2 separate regions of the Capsicum annuum genome follow, and region 2 is linked to region 1. The links are chromatin contacts, called in public Hi-C maps. All regions are on one chromosome and are shown on one strand. Each heading gives the region's core, a stretch centred on a gene start, on an enhancer-like site or on the middle of the called end of the contact. The rest is flanking DNA. Distances are from core to core; before and after follow the strand shown. Region 1 holds the start of LOC107865848 (protein LURP-one-related 12). Region 2 has its middle 8.1 kb from the start of LOC107861959.

Region 1 (3,631 bases), core at 350-2,849:
CAACTCTTTTTATATTATTATCTTATATATATCTTCTTATCATAGACATTCCGGCGGTGGTAAAATATTTACTTTATATATATAGTATGTTTATTATAGATAATGAGACACGAGTAAATAGATTTTGGGCAAGTGTGCATGGACACTCTTCAGCAAACCGCATTATATTTCCTTAAGTAGGTACAATTAGTTTCCATAAATTTCTTTGATTTAGGCTCCTCTTCTGACTTTTATAACGACTTGCCAGATAAATAGAAAAGATTTAATTTAATTCATAATGTATTTTAATCGATTAAGACTCTTTTCTCCAAATTTATAACCATATATCATAAAATTTAATGCAAAATCTATGTATATTATTCTTGGCTTTTCAAGTGGGAACTTTCACTACTATGACTACTTATAAATTGTATAGAACTTTAAATCTCTAATATATAAAATAAAAAATAAATTAATAAAATGTTATAAAATCAAATCTCCGGTTTTTCACTTAGTATTATTCTCCGCAATGGTACGGGCGACATGAAGTTGGTAAGGAAAAAGGTAACCCAGACCCAAACAATTGTATTTTCTTCGTCTTTTCGGGTCGTTTGGTTGGAAATTGTTATTCCGGAATAACTAATATCGGAATTAATTATCCTGAGATTATCCGGGATAACTTATCCCACTATGTATATGAGATAAGTTATTCTATCACTAAGGAGAAAATGGTGGGATAAGTTATCTCGGGTTGGATTAATCCCTCCAACCAAACAAGGGATTAAATGATCTTTTATTTTATCCCGAGATAACTTATCCCTTGAATTTTTTATACCTCAAACCAAAGGACCCCCAGAGTATATGTGATCATACTCAATGGGAACTCCTTTAATATTAGAAAAAATATTGAACTAGTAATAGTTTTTAGATGGGACCTCTAAAGATCGAGGATCATCGTAAATATCTTTTGATTATATAGAGATTTAATATAATACGATTGGCTGTTGGTGATCTCCAAAATATTTGGTTCCCACTTACGTGCTAATAAATATTAAGATAAATTTGCTATTTTAATGCAACTTGCATACTTAGCAAACTTTAATTGAGTAAATTAAAATATTGATACACATGTACTAAAAGCTGAAGCCTGGAATTTAGTGGCTTCATTGTTAAATTACTCTAATTGCTCTATGCGTGATTTTAATTAGACATTTCCAATCGCCCTTCAAATTACCCTCTAAACTCTTTATTTGAAGGGTGACAACCTCCAACCACCTTTTATTTCACTCTCAAAACTTCATATTTGGAGTTTTGAATAAAGTTTCTCCAAATTTAGAGATGCATTATTAATTAAACATATTATTTTTTATTATATTATTGTTATTATTTATATTATATATATCATATTTAATTTAACATATTATAAATTATATAAAATTATTAATTAAGTTTTTATATTCGTAATTATTTTTTAAATGTAACATCTTTATTATATTAATATTCTTTTTATTTTTAAATGAATAATTTTTAGCTAGAAATAAGAAAATAAAAAACAAAAATATTTATTTTGAACTTCGGAATGCATAAATAGAGTAATTAATACTCTAAACCCTTACAATAATTTAATACTCCTGTATATATCATAAATAGATCCACTTTACTAATAAATGCACACCACATGTGTCTAGCAATCTTCCACCTCTTCTTGGACCTTCCTTTTGGCCTTTTCACCTCATAAATAAATATCTCATTTCATTTCAGTATTTTGATTGCTAGGAAAAACAAGAAAACAAAGTTTTTCTTTTTTTCAAAGTGAGAAGAAAAATGAAGAGCAAAGTAGTTGTTGAAGATGCATTTGTTTACAGTGAAGAGAAGAATCTTACTGTTCGTAAAACTTCGCTGTTCTTCACTGGAGATGGATTCACTGCCTACGACTGCAAAGGCAACCTTGTTTTTCGAGTTGACACTTACGGTCCCGATTCTCGTGACTTAGGTGAACTCGTTCTGATGGATGCTACTGGCCGATGCCTTCTCACTGTTCGCCGTAAGGTACTGTTTTTCTTCTTCACTCAATTTGCCAAAAAAAGTGTGAGGTGCAATAGTCGTAATGATTCGAAACTTTTTGATGAAAATATTCGAACAGAGGCCGAGTTTGCATAACAGGTGGGAAGGCTATTTAGGTGAAAGAGAAGAAGGAAAAAAGCCGATATTCAGCGTACGTAGATCGTCGATAATTGGTAGATCTAATGTGACGGTGGAAGTATACAGTAATCCAATTGAGGAGTATCAGATTGAAGGATCATTTGCTCAGAGAAATTGCACGTTTTTCAATGCTGATAAGATATCGGTGGCTGAAATTCGAAGGAAAGTGGATGCTTGTGCCAATGTGGTGCTTGGAAAGGACGTTTTTTCGCTGTCTATAAAGCCTGGATTTGACAGTGCGTTCGCCATGGGATTAGTACTTGTGCTTGATCAAATCCAAGTTGATGAGTTGCCTGGTAATCGGGTCGATGCCGATCCTATCCCTGATGATCCTAGTCTTTCTTCTTAATTATCACTGTTTTTTAATTTACTTTCTTTCTTCCTTCCTTCCTTCTCTTTTATGTAAAATAAGAAATTCTACTAACTGATGCCAGATGTGATGAGTAATTTTTATGCTATCAATACTCGTATTCTTTTTATCCCAAATAAAATGATAAATATATATTTTTGATAACGTCAACCAACAACGTAAATACTGCGCAGTTATAATGCTTTTCTTGTGGAACATCTTATATCAAAATTAATTATCCATAGATCACAACTAAGGGCCTTGTTATTTAAAATTAGGATATTCATTTCTAAACTGAAAACATGGTTATAGCATAAATAAGTCCTAAATTGTGATAATAAAAACAATACGGATCTTAGCTAATATTTCCAATCACGCATGGATATAAATCGGGACAAACCCATCCTAATCTCGTGAAGCAAACTGCCCTCCCCATTGTATATTGTATGGTTCAAAAATTGGCAAAAAAAAGAAACAAATGAATACTTTTAGAACCCCCCATCAAATCCAAAGAAACGTTAATCTCAGTTGATGCTTTTATTTCTTTCTTTCCTTATCATGGTGGACCGTTAAATGAGACTGCTACAACCATAAATACCATCAAGTTTCTGCTTAATTATCTTCTATCCCTGTTTTTTAGATAAATTTTTCCCTCTCTCAGATTTTAATTATTCCTATACACAACTAAACGTCAATATACATGTATATCTTATGTATCATGACTAACTTCCTTAACAATGATTAAAAATTAATCAAATCCAATAATTATCCAAAACAATATTTAAGGAAATAAATTAAGTCCAATAATTATTCAATATTATACCTTATTAATGTGTGATTAATAACTCCTTAATTATGTAAAAAAAATTTTAAAAAATATACTCCTAAAAAAAAATTTACCACATAAATCACCTAAAAAATTTAGAACCAAAGAAAAAAGACCCTTATAAAATGAAGGGACATAGAAAGTTTTAAAAAGAAAAAAAAAAGAAAATTTTACTACGTACGTATAGAAAAATTTGAAATAAAAAAAAATGAATTCCTATAAGATTTAAAAAACATGGCAACAGTGAACTCCAACCCTTATACTTATAGGTTTGC
Region 2 (3,631 bases), core at 432-2,931, 36 kb before region 1:
TTTGGTTAGAGAAAGGAGAAGATGTGGCAGGAATAGAGATAGTGTAAGAAGGTGGAGGTATATCTAAAATAGGAACACTAGGTTCAAAATGGGGAGTAGGAACAGAAGAGGAGGAGTAAGGAAAGAGGTGCTCATGGAAAATGACATCCCTGGAGAAGAAGATAGAGTAAGTGGTAAGATTGAGCAGTTTGTACCCTTTCTTCCCACAAGGGTACCCAATAAAAACACAAGCTAAAGATCTGGGTTGAAATTTATCTTTCCCAATAGTAGAGGAATGAGCATAACACAAACAACCAAATAATTTGAGATAATCATAAGAGGGAGGAGATTCATGAAGCTTTTCATAAGGTGAAAGGTTGTTTAAGACTGAGGAAGGTAATCTATTAATGAGGTAGGTAGCAGTCAAAACACAATCACCCCAGTATTTGATAGGGAAATGGGATTGAAAAAGTAAAGCTCTGGATATTTCAAGTGTTTGTGTTTCCTTTCCACTGTAGACACATAATTTTTTATTCTCCCTAAATTTTAATTTGTCTATCGATATTAAATATTTATATTTATATTTAATCATATATTTTGATCTTTATTTTTATTTTTATTTTATTCTATTTTTAAAAATAATATAACAATTAAATATATATTTTCTTTTATAAATTTTAATAAATAAATTAATAGTTTGAATATTATTTTATTATATTTTATTTATTTATTTATTTATTTATAAATTGTTATTATCTTTTAGTTAAGTATAAAATTAATTGATTATCATTTTATATTTATTATATTATTTATTTTTGATTTATTATTAATATTATCTTTTATTAAAATAAATAAAATAAAACAAATTATTTTTAAATTTTAAATATCCCCTTTCCCTTATCTGACAATTGATTATTCCCCCAAATGATAACTGTTCCCCAAATCTCAGTATAAAAGGACGCTCACCCCCTAGAGGAGATTGAGGAGATTCTATGTACTTTGACATTGGACATTCACTCAGACAAAGAAAAACACTAATTGAGAAACAAAAGAGAGAAAAGAAAGATTCGAAGTCAGAATTTTGTTTGAAGATTTCGGTAATAACTTCGTATTTCTGTTTAAATTAATACAAGTTTCACTTTGATCCTATATTATTTATTGTATGAATTTATTAGAAATAAAAATATAAATAAAATTATTTAAATAATTTCATGTGTTCTTCAATGTGTTTATTATATAAATTTGTTCGTTAATATGTATTATACATTAAATCATTGAATGTTTATATGAATATTAAAGTCCTATATGTTAAAAAAAATAATAAAAATGGACACTGTTATAATTCTGTTACATGCACTCATATTCCTCCATCAATTTACATGTACACAAATTTACATTCATGTATAGAGTAGACAACATGTACGGATGTACCAAGAAATAGCGAAAACAGTAAAAAAAATTAGAAAGAATTCGAGAGAGGAAAATAAGAGTAAAATCGTTAAAAAAAAGTGAAAATTTCTAAATTTTCCGGCGAGAAACTCACCGGAATCTCGCCGTAAAACACTCAATCAGATCTGCCATCCCTTCTCCTCCTTTTCCCGCCTTTGACGCACCATGAGAGGGCCATATTTGGCCAGACCCGTCGCCGGCGAGGCTTCAATGCCGCCTTCCCCTTCCCCTTTCCCAGATCTACCGCCCTCTCTCGTCGCCGTCAACCACCAAATCGGCGCCGCCCCCTTCCCTTTTTCCTTCCTGCGATACTACCTCCCTTTCCCGTCATTAGCGCCTTCTCTGGCCAATCCCTTCACGGATACGACAACATCAACTCCGGACCTGGCCGGAATCGCCATAGCGACGACCAACTATCCATGGCTGTAATGGCTCCACGCCATCGATCCCTCTGTATTTGATCTCATCGAAAACGATGATAAATTGCCAAAATCGTCATTATACGTTGGTATTGTTATTATTGAAAGAAAATGGGTTAGTTGTATTATGCGTTTATGTTTACAGATATATGTAGTTTATTTTACAAATTAGTGGACAAGATTAGTATAACATAAATCACTTTGTTTTATTTTATATTTTTACTGTTATATTATTTTATTACTTTTATATTAGTAAGGTTTTATTATTTCTATTATTTAAACTAATTAATTATTTTAAATGAAATATTATTTTAGTTCACTTTTAAGATTAAGTAGCATTTTGAAAAAAGATAAATTGCAATGATTTTTTACAAATAAGATAAATCAATATTTTAGCGTTAGCTAAATTTTTGGCATGTTTAAAATATTCGTCTCAATCAAGAATGCGGCGTATGTATCTGTCTGAGATATTTTAAAATTCAAGGATGCAATAATGTACCTTGATGAATATTTTTCCAAATATATATATATATATATATATTCTTTAATTAATCAATTTTTATCGATTTATTTAATACAAGAGTTTTAAAATAAATTTAGTATAATAAAAATGAGCAAGTTTTAGGCCTTAACATAACTTATCAAAATAATTAAAGCTAAGTATAAGTTGATAAAAGCGACCATGTTTCAACCACGGGACTCGAGGGGTGCCTCACACCTTCCCCTCGGTCAACAGAATTCCTTACCTGGTCTTCTATTTCGCAGACCAACAAAGAGTCATTTTCTTTTGATTAGGGATTCAATAAGGTGACTTGAAACACCATAACTCAATTCCAAGTGACGACTCTGAAAATGATAAAAAACTAATCTCTATTCGATACCGTCACTTTAATTGAAAAAACCCTTCGACTCGAAACCTCGAACGAAAAAAGAGTGTGACATCCACAACACCATTTTACTGTAGTATGTGAGGAATGGTTGACTGATGAAGAATTACATTTCATGCAAAGAAAGAAGTAGCTCCTGCACTACTACCTAATTCATAGGCATTGTCAGACCTAAAAGACTGAATAGATGTATGAAAATGCACTTTTACCATGGAAACAAAGGTTTTAAGTATAGATAATGCATTGCTTTTACAAGAGAGGGGATGTGTCCAAGTAACTCCTGGGAAAACATCAATTAGCGTAAGGAAATATCTAAAACCATTGTAAGTTCTAGTGTGGTAAGGACCCTATATGTCTATATGCACTAGTTGAAAAAGGAACTGTGGTATGAATATCACTGTGGGGAAAAGAAAGTCTGTGTTGTCTTACTTTAGGGCAAATATCTCATAAAAAAATTTGTTGAGAAGGTAGCTTAGAATGCAAGAAGGGAAGAAATCTCATTCTGTGATAAGGCATATGACCCAACCTTTGGTGCCAAAAAAGATCCATTTTATTATTATTGCAAGTGAAATTACAAGACATAACAAAATTGCTATCATTATAAGACTGAACATTATTTTGAATATTAGAACAAATAGAAGAAGAGGGAATAGTCACTGATGATAAAGTGCTCCCAGTACAGTAGTAATACAATCCATCTGAAGCTTTATCAATTTTCAGTGGCCTCTTCAGAAAAGGACCCTCCAAGTGACAAGCAGAAGTAGAAAAAATTGCTAAGCATTTTAATTGATTAAGGAGTTGAAAAATAGAAAGTAGATTGAAATAGAATGAAGGAACTAGCAGGACATTTGGTAAAGTGATATCATCTCTCAGATATAGAGAACTAGTGGATATCAC

Evidence for each region. A called contact is a pair of places that touch in the nucleus more often than the background predicts.
Region 2: a Hi-C map of bud shows a contact between it and region 1, with 2.1 times the contacts expected there. The contact joins the enhancer-like site here to the promoter of LOC107865848 in region 1. A contact is called at or near these places in 3 of 5 Hi-C or Micro-C datasets (bud, leaf and placenta).

Annotation. Positions count from the first base shown.
Region 1 is chr3:257,936,955-257,940,585 of UCD10Xv1.1, reverse strand. It overlaps LOC107865848 (protein LURP-one-related 12), which reads left to right and starts at 1,599. Exons shown (of 2, transcript XM_016712042.2): 1 at 1,599-2,028; 2 at 2,123-2,643. The coding sequence starts at 1,804. The coding sequence ends at 2,530.
Region 2 is chr3:257,973,506-257,977,136 of UCD10Xv1.1, reverse strand. No RefSeq gene overlaps it. Among protein-coding and RNA genes, the nearest start is that of LOC107861959, 8.1 kb to the left of the region's middle. Within about 2 kb of position 1,681, at least 4 of the 5 cell types and tissues checked have an H3K27ac peak or open chromatin away from gene starts, as enhancers often do. A contact at or near this core is called in bud and leaf, where this site is marked.